3 separate regions of the Muntiacus reevesi genome follow, and all the other regions are linked to region 1. A link is a contact called in public Hi-C data. All regions are on one chromosome and are shown on one strand. Each heading gives the region's core, a stretch centred on a gene start, on an enhancer-like site or on the middle of the called end of the contact. The rest is flanking DNA. Distances are from core to core; before and after follow the strand shown.

What was found. A called contact is a pair of places that touch in the nucleus more often than the background predicts.
Region 2: a Hi-C map of blood shows a contact between it and region 1, with 2.7 times the contacts expected there. The contact joins the promoter of TFDP2 here to the promoter of U2SURP in region 1. A contact is called at or near these places in 2 of 3 Hi-C or Micro-C datasets (blood and muscle).
Region 3: a Hi-C map of muscle shows a contact between it and region 1, with 4 times the contacts expected there. The contact joins the promoter of XRN1 here to the promoter of U2SURP in region 1. A contact is called at or near these places in 2 of 3 Hi-C or Micro-C datasets (blood and muscle).

What each region holds. Positions count from the first base shown.
Region 1 is chr8:6,324,718-6,328,327 of mMunRee1.1, forward strand. U2SURP (U2 snRNP associated SURP domain containing) reads right to left here and starts at 2,082. Exons shown (of 27, transcript XM_065942142.1): 1 at 1,971-2,082. The coding sequence starts at 2,015.
Region 2 is chr8:7,122,658-7,126,267 of mMunRee1.1, forward strand. TFDP2 (transcription factor Dp-2) reads left to right here and starts at 1,533. Exons shown (of 12, transcript XM_065942263.1): 1 at 1,533-1,867.
Region 3 is chr8:6,882,689-6,886,298 of mMunRee1.1, forward strand. XRN1 (5'-3' exoribonuclease 1) reads left to right here and starts at 1,531. Exons shown (of 43, transcript XM_065942915.1): 1 at 1,531-2,156. The coding sequence starts at 2,082. It overlaps ATR (ATR serine/threonine kinase), which reads left to right. Exons shown (of 46, transcript XM_065942910.1): 46 at 449-1,143. The coding sequence ends at 622.

The sequences.
Region 1 (3,610 bases), core at 832-3,331:
ACTTCACCTTCCAATAATGCAGGGGGTGAGGGTTCCATCCCTGGTCAGGGAGTTAAGATCCCACATGCCTCACGGTCAAAAAAACCAAAATATAAAACAAAAACAATATTGTAAACAATTCAATGAAGACTTTTAACATGGTCCACATTAAAAAAAGAGAAAAACTTTAAAAAGCAATATAAACTGAAAAGATTACTGGAAGATCTAACAATTTACTTATAGAGAACAGCCACACACAACCATGAGAAGTACTATTAGAGCAGGAAGCCTGAACATACACATTAAAATGTTTTCAATGTATCCAAAACCTCAAATAGAAGATACTTAAAATATTTCTTTGAAAAACAAAAATAATGAAGCTTATGCCGTGAATTTTATGGATGCACTAGCTTTCCTGCCCAGGTGGCACTAGTGGTAAAGAACCCACCTGCAATGTAGGAGACACAAGGGAGACGGATTCGATCCCTGTGTTGGTAAGATTCCCTGGAGGAGAAAATGGCAACCCACTCCAGTATTATTTCCTGGAGAATCCCACAGACAGAGGAGCCTGGCGGGCTACGGTCCACAGGATCGCAGAGAGTCTGAAGCGACTCAGCACGCACTTAGCTTTCCTAACAGTTCCCTAAGAGTAAGCAGGCCTGGGCTGGTTTTGTCAGAGTCGGCTGAGGAAGTGGGAAATCATGTATTCAACTATTTCCCTCCTCACCAAGGGAAAAGGTATTCGGGAGGCAACAAACAGCAAGAAATAAACGCCGCATGTAAAGGAGCCAAAACTAGCCCTCTACAATAGTCTCTACACAACTGAAGGATCTCTGAAAAATCCGTTACCGATAACGAATTAGAAACACCATTCACCAAACGGCATAAAGATTACAATTTAACAGAAACTGAGGAAGCAAGTATATAACAGGTTGCGTTTCCTAGAACAAACTGAACGTCAGACATGCTCCGTCTACTGTAAATGTAACTTCTTAAAAACCTACTTGCAATCATACCCACACGTACAGTCCTTAGAACCTTTAAGTATTAAACAGCTTCTCGGATCAGCATCAAAAAGCCTAACAACTACTTCGGGCAGGACCTATTACTTTTAATACCGTGTTGGAGATGAGAAATTTAAAGCAAAAAGTAGATTAAAAGACCCGTCCAAGATGGCAACTTAGAACCTGATGCTAATCACAACCTAACTAACGTTAAACTACTTTCACAGCTCAGGAGTTTCCACAATACATGCACACGGTTCCCTGTAAACTCTAAAGCAATTTACTAATCTTAGGTGGCTTCCGAGTCTATGGAAATTCTCTTTCCAGAAGATGCGGAAGATCCGGAGTCCTGGGAAATGAGCCCTCCAAATATACTTCCTCTTACGTGAGGTAAAACCACGTGTAGAGCGTAGCGTTAACCTTGGCGATGCATCACCGCAAAGGGGAACTCCACTTCCCACCCCGCGTCCCTTCACTATTGGTCCTCCCCTCACAACTGATGGCCCTAAAGATTATTTATTCCCCGGAGGACGTGAGGGAAACCGGGGGAGGCCGGAAGCGTGTGAGATCCAAAACCAAAGAGCCGAGGAAAGGGAGGCAGACACTTAAGCTCGGGGAAGCGATTCCCGCCTCTCCTAGGCTGCGCCGGGCGGCCTGAAGAGCGCAACAAGCTGAAACACCCCGGCGCGTTTTCCGGATTTAAGACTTTAATCTAAATCCCTGATTTCACTCCAGTGCTAAGCTGGGGCCAAAATTCTCACGCCACCGGCCCTGGCCCCCCCCCAGTCTCGAACCGAATCCAGGCTGGGACTAAGGGGAGACACCAGGCCTCTCAACCTGCGCACCACGGTCCGTCTGCGCCCCGGCCTACCGTCGCGACCAGAACACGGACCCCGACCCCAATCTCCTCCCGCTGGCCAGAAGCGTCTATAGTCCCCAGACGACCGTGTTTGAGCCACTGACTTAAGAAGTCCTCTAAGAAATTACCTTTGAACTGGCCTTTTGAGAGCCGCCTGGCGTTTTGTCCGCCATCTTGAGCCTTGCCCCTCCTTCGGCGGCGGCAGCAGCACGGGCGAGTCGAGCACCGAAAGGCTGGATCACAGCGGAGCCCGCCAGAGGCGCCTGCAAGGCTGAATAGTCGACCGCCGACTTGAGGAAATCAAGGAGAGCGGCGCCACGTGACTTCCGGTGTTGAGGATTTTTTTCCTGGGCCCGCCCACTGAATATTTGGGGGCGTCTCCGTGGCGGGTTTTGTTATTGGGCCGGAGAAATTAGTGAATGTTTGTACTACCTTTCCGGGCCGGTTGTTACTTCACTGTTTTTCCAGCCCCAACCCTAGATAGGTGCTGGGCGGGGAAGGAAAGACTTCTTAAAGAAGAAATGAATGGCCAGCTGGGAAGGAGCTTTTACTTCAACTCAGAAAATAAATCTGGAGCCGACGGGGAGGTGGAGGGGGCGGGGCTGGGTTTGTCCGGCTCTCCTGGGATGAAGATGGTATCCGTGCTACCTCTGGCGCTCACGCCCTGCTTGGGGAAGGCAAACTTACAGTCTGTTCAAGTTACTTTTAAAGAGAGTGGTGCCCGGAAGCAGAGGAGGGGAGTCTTTGACCCAACCTGAGACTCCGGCAGTGGAGTTTTCGGATAGACTATTCGGGTCAAAACCGGGACTTGCAGAGAGAGGGTGAATGAAAGGAAAATTATAAATAGACGGGGTTCTAAATCTAGCATCATGTAAGTTGTCATTTTAAAAGTTACATTTTACGGTTTAATATTGTTTTCGTTTCTAATCACAAATGGAGGGGAGCACCTAAGTTCTTAATAGGATCTGTAGTCCAAGAGGGAAAGCTTGCTTGAGAAGGTAATTCCTGAGCCAAACCAGGCAAGGAAAACTCAAGTGACAGTCCAGGCAGAGGGAGTCGTGGAAATAAAAGTCTGGTGGCATGAATCAGGACAGCCCTGTTGTGCAGTCACGTTTTACTAGACCTGGAGAAGTGGATGGGAGCAAGCGAGCCCTGAGGTAACCAGTGTGCTTAGGGAGTTAGAATTCTATTCCAAGGACGAAGAGCATCCTTCAGCAGAGTTAAGTAGGGCTGTGATGTGGTCAGATTTTTTTAAAGTTATAAAATATTGTTCTGAACACTTGGGGAAGAGAGGAAGAAGGGTTCATGCCTTCCTGAATTCATTTATTCAAAATATTTTTGAGCCCCGTATTGTGTGTAAAGGACTTCACTTGTGACTCAGACGGTAAAGAATCTGCCTGCAATGTAGGCGACCCAGGTTGGATCCCTGGTCAGGAAGATCCCCTGGAGAAGGGAATGGTAACCACTCCAGTATTCTTGCCTGGAGGATTCCGTGGACAGAGGATCCTGGCAGGCTACAGTCCATGGGGTCGCAGAGTCGGACATGACTGAGCCACTCACACACCCTTACCTATTCATTGTGTGTAAAAGCCTGCACGAAGTGTTCAGAGGCTTACACAGATGACTAAAACATTACCTTCATATAATTTAAGATTTAATGAGGAATAGAGGGAAGAAGGGAACAGCAAAGTGACACTGTAGAATTCAACCGATGTTGCAAGGACAGATCACTAGCTGTGGGAACTCTGAAAGAATTCTGAAGGTGGGG
Region 2 (3,610 bases), core at 283-2,782, 800 kb after region 1:
CCCAATTAGCCCAAGCACAGCCATGCGTCTATTAATACTTCTTGGATTATTTATACAATATACCGAGGTGGTTTACAATCCAGCTCTCCTGCTAGACTTCTTGAGGATGGAGGTTTCATCTGTTTTGCTCATTTTTGTATCTTTGTCCCTAGAGTGTTTGAAAAGTATTTAAGTTGAAATCTCAATAAAATTTCTGTGGAAACTACATCTATTGATCCATTACTGAAAAATGCAAGGTAATGACTCCTTTGGGGCTTTTGCATTTTAGAATCAGTCCAAGGAGACTGCATTGGGCTTTCTTGACCGCCTAGGACTTATCTATGTACAGTTTTGCAGAAATCATCTCTCCACTCAACCCGAGAGAGGTCCAAAGGCGCGTTCTCTCCGCCTCCACTCCCTTTAGGTATTTATTTAAATGGCACGTTCCTGTCTCCTTGTCTGGGCACTCTAAAACAGGCCATCCCTTAAAGCCATCCCTGGTCTGCCAGATTTTTCCCCCACAGCGTGTCCCAGCATGTAACATAGCTTATATTTTACTTATTTCTTTTGCATATTATCTTTACCACCGCACTAAAATGTAAGTGAAGTGGAATGAAAGTCTCTCGGTCACGTACGCCTCTTTGTGACCCTATCGATTACACAGTCCATGGAGTTCTCCAGGCCAGAATACTGGTGTGGGTAGCTTTTCTCTTCTCCAGGGGATCTTCCCAACCCAGGGATCGAATCCAGGTCTCCCGCGTTACAGGCGGATTCTTTACCAACCAAGCCACAAGGGAAGCCCACTAAAATGTAAACTTACACATGATTTTTCAGATAGGCACAGAATGTATTATTAACATTAAACTAAATAGGTATTTGGGGGTGGGATCTGCGATTTTCTCTTCAGCGTCCATGTGACATGGTGACCTGTCCGGGTTTGGATCTTATTTGCCGGTTTGTTGAAGACCTCACACCCTAGCAGTCTTTAACCCACTGTCTGCATAATTTACAAGGTACTGCAAACTTGGCCCCACACGTGGCCTCATCACTCGTCCGCTCTAGGCTGCTCCCCCGGAGGTGACTGATCAAGTGACTGGGAACCGAGATGTCCCTGGGAACTAGGGACACCCGTTTCCCTTTTTCTAAGAAAGATCGGGGTTTAATTGTAAGGGGCCGGGGGGATGAGGGCGGATGGAAAAGTCAGGATCAGGATTCCCACCCAGGCCGGGGGAAGGGGGAGAGGGTGTGGCTATAATTTTAGGCCTCAGGCCTGTAGCCGGCTCCGGAGGCGGCTGGGAAGCACGCGGCAGGATCGTTGCAGGCGATCCTCTGAGAACCTCCAGTGGACTACCCAGATACCCCACAGAGTGCTTAAGACCCCGCTCCTCCACCTCGCGGCCCCCTCCTCTCTTTGGGAAGCCTGGGGGCGGGGTTTGTTTACTCCGTGCACGCACCGCCAGCCTGGCCAATCCGTGGGGAGAGGCGCCGTACGTCATTCATCCAGAGGGCCAATCGGCGCTCACCGTGCTGCTCCGCCGCCAAAGCTTGCGCGGGGGAAGCGGGGCAGTGTCTGGGCCGGGCGAGGGCGGACGAAGCTGCCGGAGAATTCGGCTGCAGCCGCTGGCGCTGCTCGGTTCTCCAGGCGCGCCCTGACCCTTCCTCTTTGGCAGGCTCGAAGGCGCGCGCGCGCGGTCGGCGTCCTGGGGCTTAGAACTCCAGGGCCTCGACTAGGCAGGCCGCGGCTCGCCCACCCTTCCGCGAGTGTGAGTCCGCTGGGATCCGGGTGCCGCCAAGCGCGGGCGCCACTGTAGCAGAGGCGCCTGAAAACGCGCTCCAAGCTCGAAGAACAGTCCTGCGCGGCCGCCTTGTCCCCTGCAGCCAAGCGGCGGTAAGGTCCGGGGCGCGGGCGCGGGCTCTGTGCGGAGGGCCTCTGGACCCCGCCCGGCGTGGTCCTGGGCAGGTTTCCCTCCCTGCGTCTCCGGGCCCCCTGGTCACTCTGGGTCCCATCTGTTTATTCCCACGCGTTCTTCCAGGCCTGGCCGAGTAACCCTTGAGTGCCTGGGGAAGGGAGTGGGAAACCCGAGACTACCCTCCACCCCCAACACACACAGAGCAAATTGCGGGGAGGCACCGTCCCTGAGTCACGCCTGCTGGAAGAGAGGAAGGGCTGCTTTCTACTTTTTTCGGTATCTTTAGAAGAATGGCTTCTAAGTCTGACTTTTCCGACTTTTTCTCCTTTCGTGACCCACATGCCTTCATCTGTCTCTACCAGGTGTATTTCACAGTTCCAAAGCCTCGTGCGCTTGGAAGAGCCTTGCAACCTCCGCAGGGAACTTTCCTCTAAAGTAGGGGATCACTTTTGGGCCCTGACTCTGAGAAATTCCGGAGATTTAAGGTTCCTTTCCATAGAAAAGTGTAAGAGTTTTGTAGGATCTTGCAGGGAGGCGTGCAGCTAAGATGAGCGCCCAGTACCAGCTTGTGTTCCCTGACGTTGTGTGGTCTCAGTTCCTTCATCTGTAGTAGTAACCCCCTATTGGGGGTGGTCAGGAGGAAATGGACTAATCGGTGGAACTATTTGGAACGAAGTTCGCGTCCTACGAAGTGCCCTGCCCTGCATGAGTTAGGCATTGAATTGACCACCCTGCATGATGGTTTAGAAAAGTTCCCCCTATTGTTTTTGGTTTTTCTGTTGAGACAGTTAACAGCTTCATCCCTTTCCGTATTCACTGCTAAAGCTCCCTTTGAGCCTTTGAATTCTTTTTTTTTCCTCATTCCGTCTCAGAGGGCTCAGACTCCCTGTCCCATTTCTTTGCTCTCTTTTTAGTAAGTCAGTAGCTCATTCCCTTCCTTCCCCTTTGTCTCCCAAATCTTAGTGTGTTTTTTCCACTTGAGTTCTATAGCCTGATTTTTTTCTGGGCCACTTTTCTCTTAATGGCTTGAAATCATCTTTACCTAATAGGTATAGTTTAGGTTATTCATCTGTTCTTTTTTTTTTTTTCATCTGTTCTTTATACAGCGTAATCATGAGCCTACTGTACAAAATTAAATAGAAATTAATTTCGTTGATCTGTTATTGCATGTTGCTTTTCCATTTCATTGGTTGGCCTGCAGTTTAGCTAAAGTTTTATCACTATCCTGTTACTGTAATAAATCTTTAATGGCAGTGGCCATTCTCAAGTAGCACCGGGAGAAAAATCAAATGTCTAGGCCCCAGATTCTATCACACTTGTATGCTGGCGCTTGATGCATTTGTTATTTATTAGAACATCTTGTGCCTGGAACTAGAGTCTAGTCTCATGGCAGACATGGTGTTTGTAGCCCTGTTCTGGCAGTGCAATTGCAGTTTCAGCAGCATGGTGCTTATATTTAATAAAGGCCCATGACTTATTAAACTCTTGTTTTTGAGTTCCATTATGTGTGGTTGGTTAATTAGGAGAGAAAACAGAATTTTCAAGTGTGTCATACTTAATGTTACCATTTTGTGATCATGTACCTTTCCCACCAACTCTTGGAAATGGTGACGTCCAACTGGCACTTTCAAGTTTTTCCCTTGCAGCCAAAATTCTTAACTGTCTGAGCTATGTCCTCTCTTTGCAGCTTGAAATTGGATGTACAGATAGATTTATCCTTA
Region 3 (3,610 bases), core at 281-2,780, 560 kb after region 1:
TGATTGAGAGAAATGTGTAGGATTCCAGATGCTCATGTAGAACTCCCATTTGCATATACTAATGGAAAATATTAGGCATCAGAGTATTATTGCTATTCCTAGAATATTAATATTCAAATGTTTATGTCCTAAACACTTTTTAGGGTAGGTTTTTTATATTATTGTTCTAGACTTCTAATGTGGAAGAGATTATTGATATTTCACTTAGTCCTGAAAAACATCCATGCAGTTGATATTAGGTCAACATTGCAAGTTTTAAGATCAGTAGCTCGAGTTATCATATTTGTTTCTTCTCTCTTTTGTCTTATTTGCTCTTATAAAAGCAGTAAAGGTCAGTAAAATGGCATTAATATTTGTTAAATAACAGAAAGTCAGTAATTCCAGTTTATAAACATATATCCACATGTCATTGGGTCCTTCGTTCTTATGATCTTCCATTTCCTTTTAGGCCAAGACTCATGTTCTTGACATCGAGCAGCGACTGCAAGGTGTAATCAAGACCCGAAATAGAGTGACAGGGCTGCCATTATCTATCGAAGGACACGTGCATTACCTTATACAAGAAGCTACTGATGAAAATTTGCTATGCCAGATGTACCTCGGTTGGACCCCATATATGTAAAATGGAATTACTTTAAAGAATATGTTAATAATCTAAATTTAATGCATTTGGTGTGTTAATCTGTGGTTGTATCTATTCAATTCCAAAGTACAACATATGTTTATATTCTCAGAGTAACTGATATTTCTCCCTGATTGTTAATAATATTTAAAATAATATATGTTGTTACAAAATAAACTGTTTTCTTAATATATACTGTGTATTATAACTGGAGAAATGGAATATTGTATGTTTTTATGCTCTAAAAAGATATTTGCAAAAAACAAGCCAGCCTAATTTCATTTCACAATTTTCACTGATTATAAGTGCTAGCGTAAGGATTCATTTGAACAAAAAATTACATTGAATAAATACTCTTTATGTTAACACTGTGCTATATTTGTGCACAGAGCTAGCTAACAATACTTGCCCTGCCCTCTGGGAATTGCCTAGTAAGAGAGATGTAAACATAAATAGCACATTATTAAGTTCACTTAGTAAAACTCCTTTTTATTTTTTGGTATGGTCTAAAATATGATAGGGAGAGAAAAGTTAGTCAATTAGCATGAATATGAAAACAATCTGTAATTTTAAAGATACTACCGTACTAAAAGTGCACCAGAATGCAGAATCCTATAGTTTGGGGGAAAAGCAGTACTTAACATTTCACAGGTTTTAAAATCTAAGCAATTTTAATAATAAATTTGGGGGTATGTTTTATTACAGAAGATGTAAAATAACTCATGGTAATTACAAAGCAATGAGATTATACAGAAATAAATGGAAAACTTTTCATAACAGGTAATTTCACTTAAGTTCACCTTACAAAATTCTGCCTTTTGTATAGTTTAAGTGTGACGGGGGTAACCCAAGAGGTATAAATGTCAAAACTAAACATACACTTTCCTATTCAAGGAAAGTATAATGGAAAGAGTTGTAGAGTAAGCTGGATGGAGGGGTATTAGGAAATTATTTTAAGCAAGTAATTTGAAAAAAGAAAGTTTTGAAAAGAAACTGTTGTAATCTCGAAAAATTTCCGCTCACAAAGTAAACCAAATAAATCATCGGACCTTTACAAATGCATGTTGAAAACCACTGAGATTTGTAAGAGACGGAAAGAGCCAGGATTCTTACAGTCGTCTCATGGGATTTCCACACCATTTCCAAATCCACTGATAGCGCACGGCTCCATCAACGGACAGTCTCATGACTGAATTTCGCACGCGTATTCAAACGCGCTTTGGGTTTCAGCCGAGTAACCCACCAGGAAGCTCTGCGTCGAGCCTTTCGGCCGGGACTAGAGCCCCGCCCCGGGGATGCGGCCTCGGAGCCGGCCGCTCTAGGCCCGGCGGCCGCTCTCTATGGTCAGGCGGGCGGTGTGTTGTCATCCGCGGAGCGACGGCCGGAGGCGGCTGCGTAGGCCCCGGCGGGGCGTTTGGTTTCGGTTTGGCCCTGCCTGGAGTTAATATTGACGGCCGAAATGGGAGTCCCCAAGTTTTACCGATGGATCTCGGAGCGATATCCCTGCCTCAGCGAAGTGGTGAAGGAGCATCAGGTGGGTGAGCACGGGGTCAGCGGCTGAGAAGGCGGAGGACCCGGGGCTCGGCGGCCCTCTCTCCGCCCTGGGACCTGGGATCCCAGCCGCCTCCTGCTGCTCGTCGTCAGCTGGCTGAGCGCCGAAGGGAGGGGAGCAGGACATTTAAGGACACCCTGGTGATCTGAGTGGGAGCGAACGCGCAGGTCGCCCTCCTGTGGGCAGAGCCGCGGGGATGCGACGGTTCTGACAGCTCCTGCCGGGGCAGGGCCTGCGTGACTCCGACATCAAGTCCGGGGGAGCGACGCTCTCCGGAGTGCTTCGCCTTCCTTCCCAGGAAGTTGCAGGTTTCGTTTTTCTTTCTGGACGTTTCGAAGAGGAGTGGGTGTTCTCTTAGGGCCTCCCCCGGGTCCCCACCAGAGCCAGCAGACCAACCTACGAAAATTACTAACGGCCTCAGCCGTTGAATACCCCTGTTTACTTTTCCTTATCTCGAGCTGCATCCCGCCCTACCCCCAACGCCTAGACTTTCTGACGTGGCTGATGGTTCATATTTATGATGCCTTTCGGTACATTTTTTCTATTACCCCAAGAACCGTACCAACCCCCCGTTCCGAAAGAAATAAAAATACATTTGGACGGGACCAGGGCACTTATTTGAAGGCTTCATTGTGCGTGTATGTGCGTGCGTGTATGTGTGTGTGTTAGTGTTAGAGAAAGGGGGGGAAAGGGAGAGAAGTAGGGAGAACGGAAAGAGGAGCAGATTATAAGAGCACTAATACTTGTAATCGTCTTATTCGGTATATAATGACCCCAGAGCAGAGTTTATGTGCACGCCTCAAAAATGTAGTTCATGTATTGGAACTGTGGCAAAAAATATTAAGCCAACAAACTCCGGGAGATAGTGAAGGACAGGAAAGCCTGGAGTGCTGCAATAGATGGGCAAAGACTCCGACACGACTTAGCAACTGAACGACAATAGTATATTAGATAAACTAGAATCTGGGGCTAGTGTTTGTTGCTTGTGTTTATTTAATGGTTTTGGTAGATCTCTTGTCCATTTTACATTTTACAGGGGAAAAATTATTTTTATAATTTGTATAGCTAATTGACTTAGTTGTGATGATAGCATTGTTTAATATGAGGGGAAATAATCCAGTGAACACCATCATGCTGGTGTTATGATTTAATCTCTTAAATTATTATTTATTCTTTTTAAAAAATACTATAAGTGTGAAGGTAGGGTTAAACTTCCCAGAGGTATTCTTTGTTGTCGGATTCCTATCAGATTTGGTATATGAGGAAAAGCTTACCAAAACTTGCAGAATGGTAGTTTGTCTTTAATTTATCTGAAACGTAGTTTGAGTTAGACAGGAAAACATTTCTTTCAGAGAAGAGGATGAAAATAGTGACAACTAACTTAGGTTTTTCCTGGATCCTTCACTCAACAAACATTTGAGTATCTGCCATGTATC